Regions from separate parts of the Gossypium hirsutum genome. Here regions 2 and 3 are each linked to region 1. A link is a contact called in public Hi-C data. All regions are on one chromosome and are shown on one strand. Each heading gives the region's core, a stretch centred on a gene start, on an enhancer-like site or on the middle of the called end of the contact. The rest is flanking DNA. Distances are from core to core; before and after follow the strand shown. Region 1 holds the start of LOC107956188 (cytochrome P450 78A7). Region 2 overlaps LOC107889745. Region 3 holds the start of LOC107889745.

The links. A called contact is a pair of places that touch in the nucleus more often than the background predicts.
Region 2: a contact with region 1 is called in a Hi-C map of leaf, with 3 times the contacts expected there. The contact joins the enhancer-like site here to the promoter of LOC107956188 in region 1. A contact is called at or near these places in 10 of 34 Hi-C or Micro-C datasets (anther, callus, hypocotyl and 3 more).
Region 3: a Hi-C map of leaf shows a contact between it and region 1, with 1.9 times the contacts expected there. The contact joins the promoter of LOC107889745 here to the promoter of LOC107956188 in region 1. A contact is called at or near these places in 13 of 34 Hi-C or Micro-C datasets (anther, callus, fibers and 3 more).

What each region holds. Positions count from the first base shown.
Region 1 is chrD06:30,202,040-30,207,061 of Gossypium_hirsutum_v2.1, forward strand. It overlaps LOC107956188 (cytochrome P450 78A7), which reads right to left and starts at 2,667. Exons shown (of 2, transcript XM_016891915.1): 1 at 1,675-2,667; 2 at 954-1,595. The coding sequence starts at 2,667. The coding sequence ends at 954.
Region 2 is chrD06:30,370,087-30,375,108 of Gossypium_hirsutum_v2.1, forward strand. It overlaps LOC107889745, which reads left to right. Exons shown (of 20, transcript XM_016814338.2): 14 at 3,087-3,137; 15 at 3,262-3,403; 16 at 3,512-3,556; 17 at 4,076-4,180; 18 at 4,266-4,307. Among protein-coding and RNA genes, the nearest start is that of LOC107889745, 18 kb to the left of the region's middle. Within about 2 kb of position 1,910, at least 2 of the 9 cell types and tissues checked have an H3K27ac peak or open chromatin away from gene starts, as enhancers often do.
Region 3 is chrD06:30,352,328-30,357,349 of Gossypium_hirsutum_v2.1, forward strand. It overlaps LOC107889745, which reads left to right and starts at 2,436. Exons shown (of 20, transcript XM_016814338.2): 1 at 2,436-2,898; 2 at 3,140-3,184; 3 at 4,057-4,095. The coding sequence starts at 2,569.

The DNA of each region.
Region 1 (5,022 bases), core at 1,417-3,916:
TAAAAACACAAATAAATATAATAAAGATTTTATTGTATTAAATATAAATTTTAAAAATTTATATTTTGGATTGGGCTATTGGTAAGTTTTTTTTTTTAGGTTTCGAGTAATGAGTTTAATTGTTATTGAGTTAGTGATTTAATATAAATATAAATATAAATATAAATATAAATATAAATATACATAATTATTTAACATATATAATTAATATAATATATTTTTATAACATAATATATTCGGGTTGGGCTGGACTCGAGGTAAAAGACTCGACCTATATTGAAAACGGGCCTTAAATTTTACCCAAGTCTATTTTTCGAGTCTAAATGAGTGACCTGACTCATGAGCAAGTATAGTTTTAATTACTAAAACCAAACAAATGAGAAAGGTTACGGTTTAGTTGGGAAAAATGATCGGTTTTTTTTGGTAAAAATCTATTAATTATTGTAATAAATTTAATTAAAAATAATTTTTATTTTTTCCCAATATTTTTTAAAAAAATTTGATGTAAAATTTAAAAATACAATTGCATGGTGACGTGGTAGCTTCTAATTGGACAAACGACACTAAGGTTTGAGGTTAAATGAGTAACGACACAATAATTCGAGTACCGAAGTTGACCACAAAAAATTTAGATAACTACTTGAACAAATAAAACCGAAATCAAAGCATTGATGGCATGGAGGACTAAATATTCAAATTGGGCATTTTAAGTCAATCCAAAAAGGCGATTCTTTTCTTTTGCTTCCACGTGTAAATGTTAGTTTTTTTTCCATCATAATTTAATGCACGCAAAAAAGAGATTCATAATTAAGACACCAATATTTTTTTGATAATTAGTTTAGATGACCAATTATAGATACGGCTACTTTACGTTATTACAATAGAACAAACTAACGAGGTTTACAAAGACAACGTGGAGGAAACATTATATCCCTTGGCTTTTATTTATTCTTTTACCAGTCTCCTGACCGTCGTAGAATACTGTTTCTTGGAATAGCCAGGGCGCGCAGAGGATTCTTCATCTCACAGGACAGCTTAAGCAGCTCGGTTAGGTCGACTGGGTTAGCCAGATCTTGAACCCATTTGAAGTGTTGAACCAACTTAGCCACCCAAAGGCCCACTGTGACCAGCCCCAAGTTCTTGCCAGGGCAGACCCTTCGTCCTGCCCCAAACGGTGCAAGCCTAAGATCACCACCCCTCACATCCACCTCAGCTCCACCTAGACACTTAACAAACCTCTCTGGCCTGAAAACAAGTGGATCCTCCCACACATTTGGGTCATGGGTTATGGCCCACATGTTGACCATGGCTGTAGTGTCTGATGGGACCACCATGCCATTACTGAGTTGGACATCTGACGTGGATATCCTTGCCCATGAAAGGAGCGGCCCAGGTGGATGCAACCTGAGGGTTTCTTTGACTACTGCTTGAAGGTAGGGTAAGTTAGCCACATCAGCATCTGTCACGCTCTTGTCTCCCACTGCAACAACAAGCTCCTGGTGAAGCTTGGATTGAATCTCAGGGTTCAATACCAACTCGGCCATGATCCACTCAGTTAAAAGCGCAGTTGTATCCGTTCCCCGAAAGATCATTTCCTGCCAACACAAGCGATCGAACTCGTTAATTGAACTTCAAAATATATTATAATTAAAGAAATTATAAATTAATACCCACCCACAAGACTGCTTCCATGTCTTCCTCATTGAGTTTATCGTCGCCATCTAAAGATAACAACACAGAAACGAAATCTGAACTATCAGCAACCTTTGATGATTGATTCAAACGATGTTGTTCGATGATTTGGTTCACTAGTTTTTTCACTCGGGGGACAAGAACTGAACAGCGTTCATTGATTCGAAAAGGGTCATAAAAGTAGCTCAGCCAAGGTAGATAATCCGACCAGTTAAAAGCTCCCAATATCTCAAACCCTTCTCTTACAATCTCTTGCAACTCTTTAGCTTCGTCGTCATCACCTTGGCAGAGGTCATATCTTTTACCGAATACTGTTACCATTATATTGTTAAGAGCTGCTGCTTGAAGGTGTTTGCGTAAAACAACAATTCCATTGGAGGACTGTTCTTTAGCAATGGCACATAACAGGGAGCCACAGTCTAGTTGGCGACTCTTTTCATGGGCTGCAATGCGCTTTGGAGCAAAGAGGTGAGTGGATGAAATCCTCCTTAGAAGCCGCCAGTAAGTACCATCGGGAGCAAAGCCAATGGCCCGGCTAAACATTAGCTTCTTAGCTGTTGCTTTGATCGGACGGTTAGCAAAATGAGGAGAGGTCAAGATTTCACGAGCAATTTGGGGATCGGATGTTATAACAGCAGGAGTTGATCCAAGGCTAAAAGCCATGAGATTGGTAGCGGCTTGTTTTGAAGCCATGCAAGCAAGGGTTCGATGAGCCAAACCGTGGGTTAGGCTGAATAAACTGCCAAAGAAAGGGAACCCTCTGGGACCAGGGACTGGGACCTCACCTAATCGGTTTCTGCCATTTTTCCAGGCTAAACCCCCAGGGGATAAAGCCCAAGTTAAAAACCCACCCAATAAAACTGCCATGAAAATGCTAAACAAAAGGAAACCATCTACCAAGTTATTTGCTTTTACAATAGCTGGGAACGTTGAGACCCACCAGGTTTTGTCGATACAAATAGGAGCCAAACCCATACTTATGAAACAAATGAAAAATGCTAGCCGAGTTGGGAGATCACCGAGGAAGGCACTTGGGGCTTGGCTGGTGACACACACCAGCCGCTTAAATAGGCATTGCTGTATAGAGCTCCATTTATTTATTTATTTCGAATCTTTGTTTGTTTGGTAAGCTATCCTACAATAATTATTGCTCAAAAAAAGTATTAATCAAAATTATGCATGCGTTCTATATGGGGATGGATAATCTTATATCTTCCATTAGTTCACACAGGGTCAAATCTGGTCAGCCCTAGCTAAATTCTTGGCTGTGAGAATTCTATTTAAGATTTGTTTTGAACAAAGAAAAAACCTAATCATTTAGTTTATACGCCATTAATGAATTAAGTAATGCCATGTGTTAAAATTATACTTATTTTGTGTCATCATATAATTTAATATCAACATATAAATTTATACATATCATAATTAACAAAATGAGCTATTATTAATGAGGTCCGAATTGGCAATTATATTGATAGAATCACCTTAACAATCAACATAATTAATTGTTAATTAAACTATTTAGACCATAAAAAAATGTAGCACTTAATATATTCGGATTGTTACTGTTTAATGACATTATTATTAATTTCTGTTGCTCAACATTAATTACATAATAAAATCTGTTATTCTCTAGTGTTCCAAAGTTCATTTTATCTACATCTATAAGCAAATTCCATTAGTTGAGAATCTAGATACATATCTCTATCTTTTTTTCTTTTTTCTTTTTTAAGATCTTATTCTTAATCAACCAACATATTATGGTTTGACTTCAAGATTTTGTTAGATATAATTAAAATTTCCCAAGAGCTGGGTTGAGGTGTTCAAATCCAGACACCAAAAAGAAAAACTTCTAATTTAGGCAGTTGTTTATTATATTTGTTAAACATAATGACCTTCGTCCTTGCAAAAAAAAGAAAAAAAAAAGAAAAATAATGACCTTCCTCATCATTCGTCTACCTTCACTGATGTTCATATCGCTGACTATGTTAGTTTATCTTCGTCAAGGGTACTATTGATTTAGAAAGTGAGAAACACGTAAATCAACCAGACCACTCCAATAGAACAACCATCACTTAACAACTATATACTCTACAATTTAAGCAATATCATGTCATCCACTAGATCTACCTATATAAACAGTCTTCAACCCAAAAAGAGCCGTGTTCCCTTACTCTCTCACCTTGTTGACTCAACTTTCTTCCTTCTCTCTTGATCATCTTTTTCCTTTGCTTAACCAAATCATAACCTCTCTAACAAGACTATATGGCTCTTTTCCTAGTAGGGTGAATGATCACCTATAAACGTGCTATCATTTATAGAATAAATATCACACTAAAAATATATTAAATTAAATCGACAGTGTCAGCAAGTGTACGAGTTAAATTGTAATATAGTTTAGTACAACGAAATATTGGTAAGTATTCCGAGGATCATACCTAAGAGATTGCAGATTAGAGAAATTAATATTAAATTAATTACAGAAAATAATAACTAATCTAATCGAGTCACGAATTAGTAGTGTTAATCCAAATAAAATTATTTCAATTAAACTAATTAAATTAACTAACCTAAAATTAACCTAATGGACTTTCCTATTCTTAGTGTCGACAATGTGAGCCTCTAGCCTATGATTGATTAAATCCCTAATTATCTAATTAAATAATTACTTATCCTCGATTAGTTATTTATCATCTTTAGCTATGACTACCCTTCCAGTTCATCTTCATTAAGGATTATCACCTAAGCCACATTTATGGTCTCTTCCTAGGCATACGAATACTCTTCCTGTCTCATCGCTTGGCACAAGTTGTACACGATAGGATACCCTTCCAGTCTCACTTGTCTCAATATTATATTAGGGGTGTCACTCCCTAATATACTAAGTACCCTTGAATAAATACCCAATTTTAGATAAATAGTTACTTAACAAATAAATTAATTTAATAATCAAAACATGCAAGATATAAAATAAACTCAAGAAATTATTCAATATTGTTACAAACACTAATTGATTAGAGAAAAAAATATAAATAAAAGAATAAGAGAGAGATAGGAGAATGCTCATTGATAAATATATTGAAACGCAGATCTGGAGCAATCTCCGCTTGCGATTATCTTCACATCGGAATAGAAAAGTTCTGACGTACACGAACATAAAAAGAAAATAAAACTAAAACTGAATGGAAAAACTGTCTAGGTCTAAAACTGCTTACAATTCTGATGATCCTAAGGTTGCTTATATAGGCATCGGCCTACTTGGTGACCACTCAATTCAAGATACACTTATATACCAACGAATAATATATTCTGCTAAAAACTAGGGTCTAA
Region 2 (5,022 bases), core at 660-3,159, 170 kb after region 1:
ATTAGTTGTTGAAAATCAGAAACGAAATTAGAAGAAAGAAATGAAGAATTTGTGTTTATTGAGAATGAGAAAATACATGGGTATTTATACAACATATGTAGGCCTATCTAAGGAAATATTATAGCTATAAATGAGTAATCAATCCCTAAATATCAGTAATATAACTTAATCTTGATTTGGTCAGCTTGATTTGATCACCTGTCGACACTCCCCTCAAGTTGGTGCATAGACATCACACATGCCCAACTCACGAACTAAATTGTGATAGGTCTTGTTGCTCAATCCTTCTTTAAACACGTTAGCTAACTTCTCGTCAGATGTCACATGAATTAAGTTTAAGACACGCACTTGTAGTCAATTTTTCTTTGATAACGTGATGATTGATCTCTATGTGTTTTGTTAGATAATTTTAAACTGGATTTTGAGCTATGCTTACAACAACTTTGTTGTCTCTGTATAAGTATAATTTTTCTTTTCGTGGAGAGTTCAAATCCTCCAACACTTTTCGTAACTACAAGAGCTCACAAACTCCTTGAACTGTAGCTTTGTATTCTGCCTTAGCACTTGGTTGAGCATCTGCAGTTTGCTTCTTGCTTCTCCAAGTGACTAGGTTGCATCCCACAAATGTGCAATACCCAGATGTAGACCTCCTATCATTTAGAGTTCCAACCCAATCTGCAACTGTGTATGCTTCTATTTGGAGATGACCATGTTTAGAGAAAAGAAGACCTTTTGCTGGAACATGAATCATGTACTTGTCTGTCTGAATATGAATCATGCATGAACTAGCTTATTATATTGATTGCATGTACTTTGTCTGGTCTAGTGTGTAAGAGATAAATCAGTCTTCCAACCAATCTTTGATATATCTTCTTCTCCATTGACTCTCCAATCCTTGTTTGCAACTTATGATTACTCTCCATAGGTCATTCTGCAGGCTTGCAACCCATCATACCAGTTTTTTTCCAGAAATCTAGGATATGTTTTCTCTGTGAGATGAAGATTCATTTTTTCTTTATTTGGCAACTTCAGTCCCTAGGAAATATTGTAGCCTCCCTCCCTCTTTTATTTCTAATTCCTGAGCCAACCACCCTTTTAGCTGAGTCATCTCTTCTTTTTCATTTACTGTCATTACAATGTTGTCAATATATACTATAAGAAGAGTGATCTTACCCTTGTAATGTCTTATGGAGAGGGTATGATTATCATTGCTTTGTTGCTAACCAAACGAGATCATGATTTTGTTGAATCTGTTAAACCATGCTTTTGGAGATGTTAAGTCAGTTTGGTTAAATCGGTTAAGACTGTGAAGGTTGGTCAGTTTGATTATAGTAGGAGGGTCTTTGGTTAATTCGGTTATGTTTAACAAAACATGATCAAATCAATTGATTTAATCGCTTGCTTGCCCTTATTGATGCCTAAACTTTGCCACTTGGTCTAGGTTGGTGCATAAAGGTTTTCTGGACTAAGTTGGTAGTTCTACCATTACACGCTTTGCCCCTAAAAGTTAGCACTATTAATTGTTTGCTAATTTAGCATCTTCAACCACTTAGGAAACATGTTGGTTAAAAAAATTTAAACCATGTTAGCTTTTTGTTATATATCTCTTTGCAGACGTGTAATATACATATGAATAATTTTTAATTTCTTTCAGTTTTCAGTAAATTAAATACATTTAATAAATAAAACACTTTAATTTTTTTACTTTCTCATCCTTTAAAACCCTCCCAAAAAGACGTAATCTCCTTTCATCTCTATCTCAATTTTTGATGGAAGCTTCTTTTCGTTCCCTTTGATCCATTCCAGCCCTCTTAATCCTTGCCCAAACAAAAGCTGTGCCCTAGACCCCACAATTTAAGCTTTCCTTGCCTTATTCAGCACCGTTAAAAATGACTTGAATCTGTATGGCTGGTGAGTCAAATTCGTGGGTTTTAGCTTTGTTCCGGAGTTGTAAGCATAACATAAAAAGATTCCTTACAAGAATTGGTGGTGGGGGATGAAACTTCGACAACGTCAGTTTGAGACAACAAGAAGTTCAAAGGGAAAAATGGAGTGAAAGTTTGAAGACGCAGTGCAAATTGTATTTCATCTTCAAATCCATTAAGTTGTATTTGCCAAGTTTTTGGTTTATAAAAGAAAGTGAGAATTTGTAGCTGACAGAAACTTATATAATTTTTTATATGATCTATATTAATTTATAATTTATCTATAATTTCTTTAATTTCATTACTTTTTCATAATTTATATATTTGAGGTTTTATTTTTTAATAATTTATTTATATTTTTTGAGATTTGCAAAAATTATATATTCTTTTTTGAATTTTTATTGTATTTATATGCTTTTATAAAAATTGATTTTTTTTAATATTTATAGTTTTTTATTTTTTATTTTTGAAACTTTTAAACTAAAGTTGGCAATGTTTTGACATTATTAATAATACAGTGAGAAGCGATTGTATGAAACTGTGATCTCAGGTCATATATATTCTTTTCCAATATGAGAATGACAAATCGGATTTTTCCTCCTGATTTTTAGCATTTTTAGTTGGATTTGAATTTTTTCAGGAGAAAAAAAAACTGAAAATCAGGTGGAAAAATCTGATTTGTCATTTCCCAATTGGAAAGGGATATAGATGACATGGAATCACAATTTCATACAATCCTTTCTCATAAGACAATAGGATGATGTGGATTAATTTAGGGTGATGTGAATTCAACATGACACGCTTTGATTAGGTAATGGTTGCTATAAAAGTCTTCGTCAAACAAAACTTTACCAACCTAGACCAATGGTCCATTTCAGGTGCAAAATATGCATTAACCCAATTATTTACATTGACAAACTGCTTTTGGTGGAGATGGAATCTTTGGATGATCGAGCGGAAAGAATGGCTTTTTTCTATTGGGAAAAGAAAAATAGCTTTATTTGGTAGGAGTAAGAAGGAACTATTGCTGTGGGTGAGCAGATTAGTCATCTCAATAAGTTTATTGACTAGTATTGTGTTATATGATCTTCTAGAGGTGGCACTTAAATTGTTCTCAGAGATGTTCCCAATATTCATGATTTCATTTTCAATTTTTGGCAGGTACAAGTTCAAATTTCAAATACCTTCATATTTTTCTCTGGTTATTCGTAGGTAATGGTTTTCCTTAGAGATTTGATGCGTCTTCCATACAACTTCATGCTGTTTGTTCAGAAATTTAGAATCTTATATGTTGCCATGTTTATGCCTATTAATTGGTTTACTTATCCTTCTCTAGTCTAGCTGTATTGGAGGGAATTGCAATAAGTTCTGACCCAAATTACAAAGTTTTGGGTAGTTCATATCCATGGATTGCAAAAAAAGTATTGACTGACAGTTCACCTCAACTGAAGTCTTCTTTGCAGGCTCTTCTTTATAAGGTACATGTATACTGATTCTTCTTTATTGAAATGTTATTGTTTACTGTGTTGTACTTTACATCATGGACATAGCTTACCAACATTCTAATTAGGTTTGTAATCTGTTAGGATGGTGCTTTCAGAATTGATCGTCTTGAATCCCTATTGACAGAGGTGAGATTTTCCAATCTTTTTGCTTACTCACCATACTCCCCCCTTTGTTTCTTCTCTCTCCTTTTACCACACAGATTACAACATATGGCATCCTGTTGTATATGTGAGAAACAAAACACTTGATAAATTTCCTATTATCTTTGGTCCAGTTTTGCCTTTTTGTCTTATTCCTGCAAAACAACCGCCACTGGAGTTCTGAGTTTTAAACAGTCCCAAGTATTGAAGGAACTATTTCTGCTTCCCAGTCAAAAAGTTAGTAGTATATTTGTTTGTATCTGCATCCTTCAAACAATTAGGTCATCTTCAAACTATTTTTTCTCACCAGTCTAAAAATTTAGATCAGATGTGTATTGATTAGGAGCTTCTTTCAAACAATTAGGTCATTTCGTGCAGCTTATACTCATGGACATTTTCTTCTATAATAATTTCTAATCTTTCCCTTTCCTATTTCTTTTCCTTCTATGAATATCCCTGCACCTTCCTCAGTTTATTCTAGTCCTAAAATGATTCATATGGCAGTCCCTTCGTGCTCGAACTGAGAAGGCCTTGGTTAAGATACAAAGAGAAGAAGCAAATTCCAGGGTGGTTTTTAAGGAAATCCTTTATTTTACATTAACAGAAAAGGTATCCGGAAAATTGCATCTCTATATTATATGTATACTTTTAATGGCCCAATTGAAGTTGATATTTTTCCTTTCTTTTTTGGCAGGGCAGCTTTGTGAGGGAAATACTTATTGAAGAGTTCGCTAAGGTATGGTTTGGGGCATAGATCTCATACATGCACCCAAAAATTACTAATAGTAGTAGTAAAAAATTAGATGTCTATTATGTTAAAGGTTATGTTAAAGGTGATCTGCCTAATTTTTAGGAAATTCTGTTGAAAGTTCTGTTGATATATCTGTTCTAAAACTAAAAACAGAAATAGAAGGAATTTATGCAAATGAAAATAGAGAATAGAAGGAATTTTTGTAAATAAGAATAGAAAGAAATTCATTGTTATTTTTCATTGAGGGATTCTAATCTAGGCTATTTAGAATTTGTAAATTACTAAAACTTAGGTAGCAATAAACTGGGAAATGATACTGAGTAATTAAGAAAAATAGAAATAAAATAATATCCCTTTGCTAAATCCTAGAAATCTAGCAATTAATAAATTGATGAACTATCAATACTCCCCCTCAAGCTGGTGAAAGATGCTCATCATTCCTGACTTGTCTGGTAGCACTTCAAAACTTGGCTTAGGTAGCCCCTTAAGGACATCTGTTGTCTGTTGGTTGCCCGGCACAAAGATCAAGGAAATTACCCATCCTCTATTTTTCTTTGATAAAATGTTGATCTATGTCAACATACTTTGTTCGGTCATGATGAACTGGATTATGTGCAATACTTTGGCTGCCTTATTGTCATAACATAGCTTCATAGATCCCATATCAGGAACTTTAAGTTCTTCCATTAACTTTTTAACC
Region 3 (5,022 bases), core at 1,186-3,685, 150 kb after region 1:
ATTTATTAAATACCATTCATTGAAGTTTCCAATTTCAAGTTTGTAAAATCAATCGACTTGAGTTGACTTTTTGGATGGGATTCAGTTATTTCTCGGTTGAGATGTCTCCATAGAATTTGAAGATCTATCTTTTAGCTTTGAAGCATACATTGAATCACTTGATTTCGAGTTCGATAACTCAAGTTGTAACCATTTTAGTGAAGACTGCATGAAACTAGAAAATACCTCACACTAGGCGGAATTGGCAACACCTCGATTAAGCCTCTCCCTGATATTGTTATCAACAAAATTTCCCCGCTATTAAGTGAACCATCTTCCTTGATAAACCATATTTATCAGATTACATAAATCCAATGTTGCTCGAAAGTCCTCTATCTATCGATCATCTCGAATACGACCTCTTTTTTTTTCCTGAAAGGAAGTATCTCATTAAAATCACCTAAAATCATCCACAATAAACTTTAATCCTGCCCTAGTTATTGAAGGAAATCCCAAGATTCAGCTGTTTTTTTTCCTTCTAATACCCATAAAAGCCTATAAATCTCCGGTTAATACTATAAGATATAATATATGGGGTTGAGAATTCTTCTCTTTTTTCAATTGACAATTCTTTTCTTATTTAATTGTTATTTTTTATTTATTTGTTTTTAACTATATCAATGTTCAACTATTTGTCTAATTTAATAAATGTAATTCATATGAGGTAGATATTTGAAAAAAAAAATTTAGATAACTATTTAATAATAAAATCACATTAGTTTGTTTAAATTTAATATATATTTATACTATTAATAAAATATCTTACTGAGTTGGTGTTACGAGTCAACCGGGCATTAACTTGATTAAAAAATTACAAAATGACCTTCCATATTTAAAGTAAGTTATATTATTCGAGTGCAGTTTAATCTTTTTAATTAAAAAAAATACATATAGTGGGATTTAAATCCATACCAATTACATTGAAAAACTTTAAATTCACCACTCAAACAAATTGAGTCATCAGCTCAGTTAGAGAAATTACAAAAATACTCTTTCATAGTTAAAATAAGTTATATTATTCAAGTGTAATTTAGTCTTTTTATTTAAAAAAAACAATAAAAGTATGAATATGATGAGATTTGAATTCGAACCAATTGCATTAGTAAAATATTTAATTTACCACTTAGCTAAAACTTTATTTTGATATTTTAATTTTAATTTTTATCATGCACACTTTATTACGTATATCAATTGTGTATCTATGTTAATGTATTTCGTTGAGTTGGTGTAACAAGTTAACTCGACACTCAAGATTGATGACAACACCATAATGAACAATTTTAATCTAATTTATTTTCATTTTAACATCGCACATATTTAATGTGTTATTATTAAGGGTAAATTACCAAAATAGTTACTTTTGTTTGCCTCATGTTACATTTTAGTTACTTTTGTTTGAAATGTTACGTTTTAGTCACTTACGTTATTGCATTGTAACATTTTAGTCACAGAGCCGTTAACGGTGTAACAGTAAGCTAACGTGACACGTTAAATCATCATTTCAAACAAAAATTTTAGGTTAAATTCTACAATTGGTTCATATATATATATTTCATTTTGAGCAATTTAATTTTTTTTATGTTCTTTTAACTTTCCTTTTTTTTTCATTCTCTTCTACTTCTCCCTCTGTTTTCCTCCCTTCCTCATTTCTTTTAACGTAGTTTTTCTATATTTTTCATTTGTTAAAACTAGTCCACAATCTCACCTCACTCGAAAAAATTAAATTGTTCAAAAAAAATAAAAGTATAGATTCTAATTTTAATAAATGAAAAACATAAAAAAATTATGTTAAAAGAATTAGGTAATGAAGGGAAATAGAGGGAAAAGCAGAAGGGAATGGAAAAAAAGTTAAAAGAATATAATAGAAAAAAATTACTCAAAACCAAAAAATATGAGATCGATTGTATAAATTAACCTAAAAATTTTGTTTGAACTGATGTTTTAACATGCCACGTCAGTTTATCGTTATACTATTACTGAAAATTAATGGTTCAGTGACTAAAATGTTATAATGCGATAACGTAAGTGACTAAAATATAATATTTTAAAACTAAAATGTAACATAAAATAAACAAAAGTGACTATTATAATAGTTTACCTTATTATTAATTAGTTTCAACTCATATATTTTATTATTATATACTAATTTTAAATATTTATTTATATTCTAAATTTGTACTTTCTATATGTATATGGTGTGCTTTAGGAATAAAGTACACTAATTAGATCCTACCCGATGTTAAGATATGGAAAAAATTAAATTTTTTATTTTCTGGCAGGAGGCAGGTACGCATCCCTTGGAAATGGATAAAATATTAAAGGACGAAAAAAAAGGACGGTGCCTGTACGCTTGCTCCTCTTTCCTTTTTCACATAATTTTCTAACCTCAGCATTTATTATTCTGTCACATTTTCTTTTTCCTATTTTGTCCATCGCATACCATTTCTATTTCTCTAACTCTTTCATATTTTCATGAAAAAGAACCGAAAAAAAGTTTAAACAGAAACAGTTACACCGAAAAAGGAGTAAATGGCTCCACTACTTCTTCCTTCCTCTCCAATCCACTCCTTTCCCGCCACTCCAAAACTTAGCTTCCGTTCAAAACCACGCCCCATCATACGCGCCGCTGCGGGACTTGAAGTTGATTCTTTCACGAAGAAGTCAGGTTACCTTTTCCAGCTCAGTGCCTTTGAGGCTGAGTCCTTACTCGATTACAGCCCTTCACGAATCGCCGCTATTTATAGAAGAAAACCCCTGATTTTGTTGCGTCGGCTTATTCAAGTCGGTACTACTTTTGGAAAATGGTTCGGAGTTCGATATATTGATAATCTTATGGAACGATCCGATCAAATGTTCAAGGTTTAACTTTAATTACTCCTTACGTTTAAAGTAGACTCACTTTCTGAGAAAATTGATGCTGACGTCGAATTTGTTTGACTCCGTTTTCTAAATTTTTACGCCATTAGAATTATGTGTTGTTACTCCCAAAAGTTAAAAATTCAATTTTTTATTATTCCAAAATTTTAATTTCAGCCGAAGGAAGCCTTACATATTTTGAAGTTTTCTTGAAATTTTGATTTTTACTGTTTCTGATTTGCAGGTTAGAGCTGCCGAGCTTCGAAAAATTCTGGTGGAACTTGGGCCGGTATATTATTTCAGTATTGTGCATAAGATTCAGTTATAAAGCGTTTGTCTTGCATGTTAAGCTCGGGGAGATTTAAATTTCTGTTAGTTCATCTATTAACTGATTCCCTTTATAATCAAACCGACCATCATTTGGCTGATATCTTTACATTTTCACCTGTCCCCTATTTAAATTTTACTGTTAAGTTATGATTTTTTTCTACTGAACATTGCGCTTTTTTGTAGCTTTGTTTTTCTCAAAATTCCAGTTCATCGGTACTTAAAAAAGTTAAATGGTACAGAAAATTCAGTCAATGTTTAAAATATTTGTGGAAAATAGTGGAAAAAGGTTCACAATGTTTTAGAGAATGCAAAGTGCAGCTGAACAAATGATTCGATCATCATAGAGATAAAGGGAAAAAGGGAGCAGGGGCAGCAGGAAGTAAAAGCTTGTTCACTTTAAATGTCACCTGAAAATTCTAGAAAATCATGATATAGATATTAATGTGATGTTTACTTTATCATTCATGTTTTAGCCACTAGAGCGGTTTATGCTGTCATTTCATTTTTCTGCAGATCAGCTATACTTCCCATTTTTCCATTAAGATGCACTGTTACTCAAATTCAAATTCTTTCTGGGTCTGTCTTAAATGTATCTTTGAAAAGTTGTCTGAAAAAAATTGTTAAAGAGAATTTCTTCTATGGAGTTTTCTGCCATATAGACTTTTCTTTTGGCCATAAGCTATACTGTCTCTTAATGTTTAGCCTCTTTTTACTAACACACAAACAATTATATACTATTGTGCTTGGATTTAGATTGCTAATAACTTGGAATCACCTTTGATTTGATTTCATTTTTAAAGAAATTTAGTTTTCTTTCTTTCTTCTTTGTAGGCATACATTAAAATTGCTCAAGCTGTTTCATCACGACCTGTAAGTTCTCGTAGCATCTAGGATAAGTTTCATGTGCTTCACAAATTTACGTGCTTTCTAATTTTCCTTTAAACTTGTGATGCATGTTGGGTCCTCTGTCTGCTTTGGTTTGTTAAACTTGGTTTTTGCAATGGGTCTTCTTGTTATATGCACTCAAATTATAGGAAAGGGCTTTTCTACTATAATGAAAAGCTGCATTTTTTTATTATTGATAAACTCATCCTTTTGGCTTTTGAAGTTCATATGAATATTACAGGAACTAATCTCTTGTACTGTCCGAGTTCTTTTTCCTTCCTTTTTTATGGGTTGGAGATACACTTTTTTTAAACAAAGTGGAGACAGAAAATGACAGCTGAAACTAGATTTTTATTTCTATTGAAACTACCTTGGTTAATGAAATTTCTACATTCCTGTTTGGTTCCTTTAGGGGCAAAGTTGCATGGTCTCAGAATTTAGGAACAGCTAATAGTTCTATTTGGTTAGTTCAGGATCTGCGTTTCGAAGGAATCTTCTGTGCACTATGTTAAAGGCTTAGTTTAATGTGCTAATATAGATTTCGAACAAGAAGTTTCCATGTATGTATATATATATATATATATATATATGAAAGATAGTTGATTGGATCCTAACCACATATCATTGTTCTTGAAGATAGTCTCTGGAATCTTTCAAACTTGATTAACTTCATCCCAGAAGTTATTTGTTGAGAACAAGTCACTGGAAAGCAAATCACAAAAAGAAAATTTTGATGAATGGTTATTTGGAACTGTATTTTTCATCTCCTCAATCATTTTAAATATCACTTAGCATGATGATGGATATGTCATTAACTGCACCCTTGGTTCTTCAAATGTAGTTTTACCTATTAAGTTCACATTTACTTTCCTCGAACAGCAGTTTAGCTTTAAGTTTGGCCTCCTATAAAAC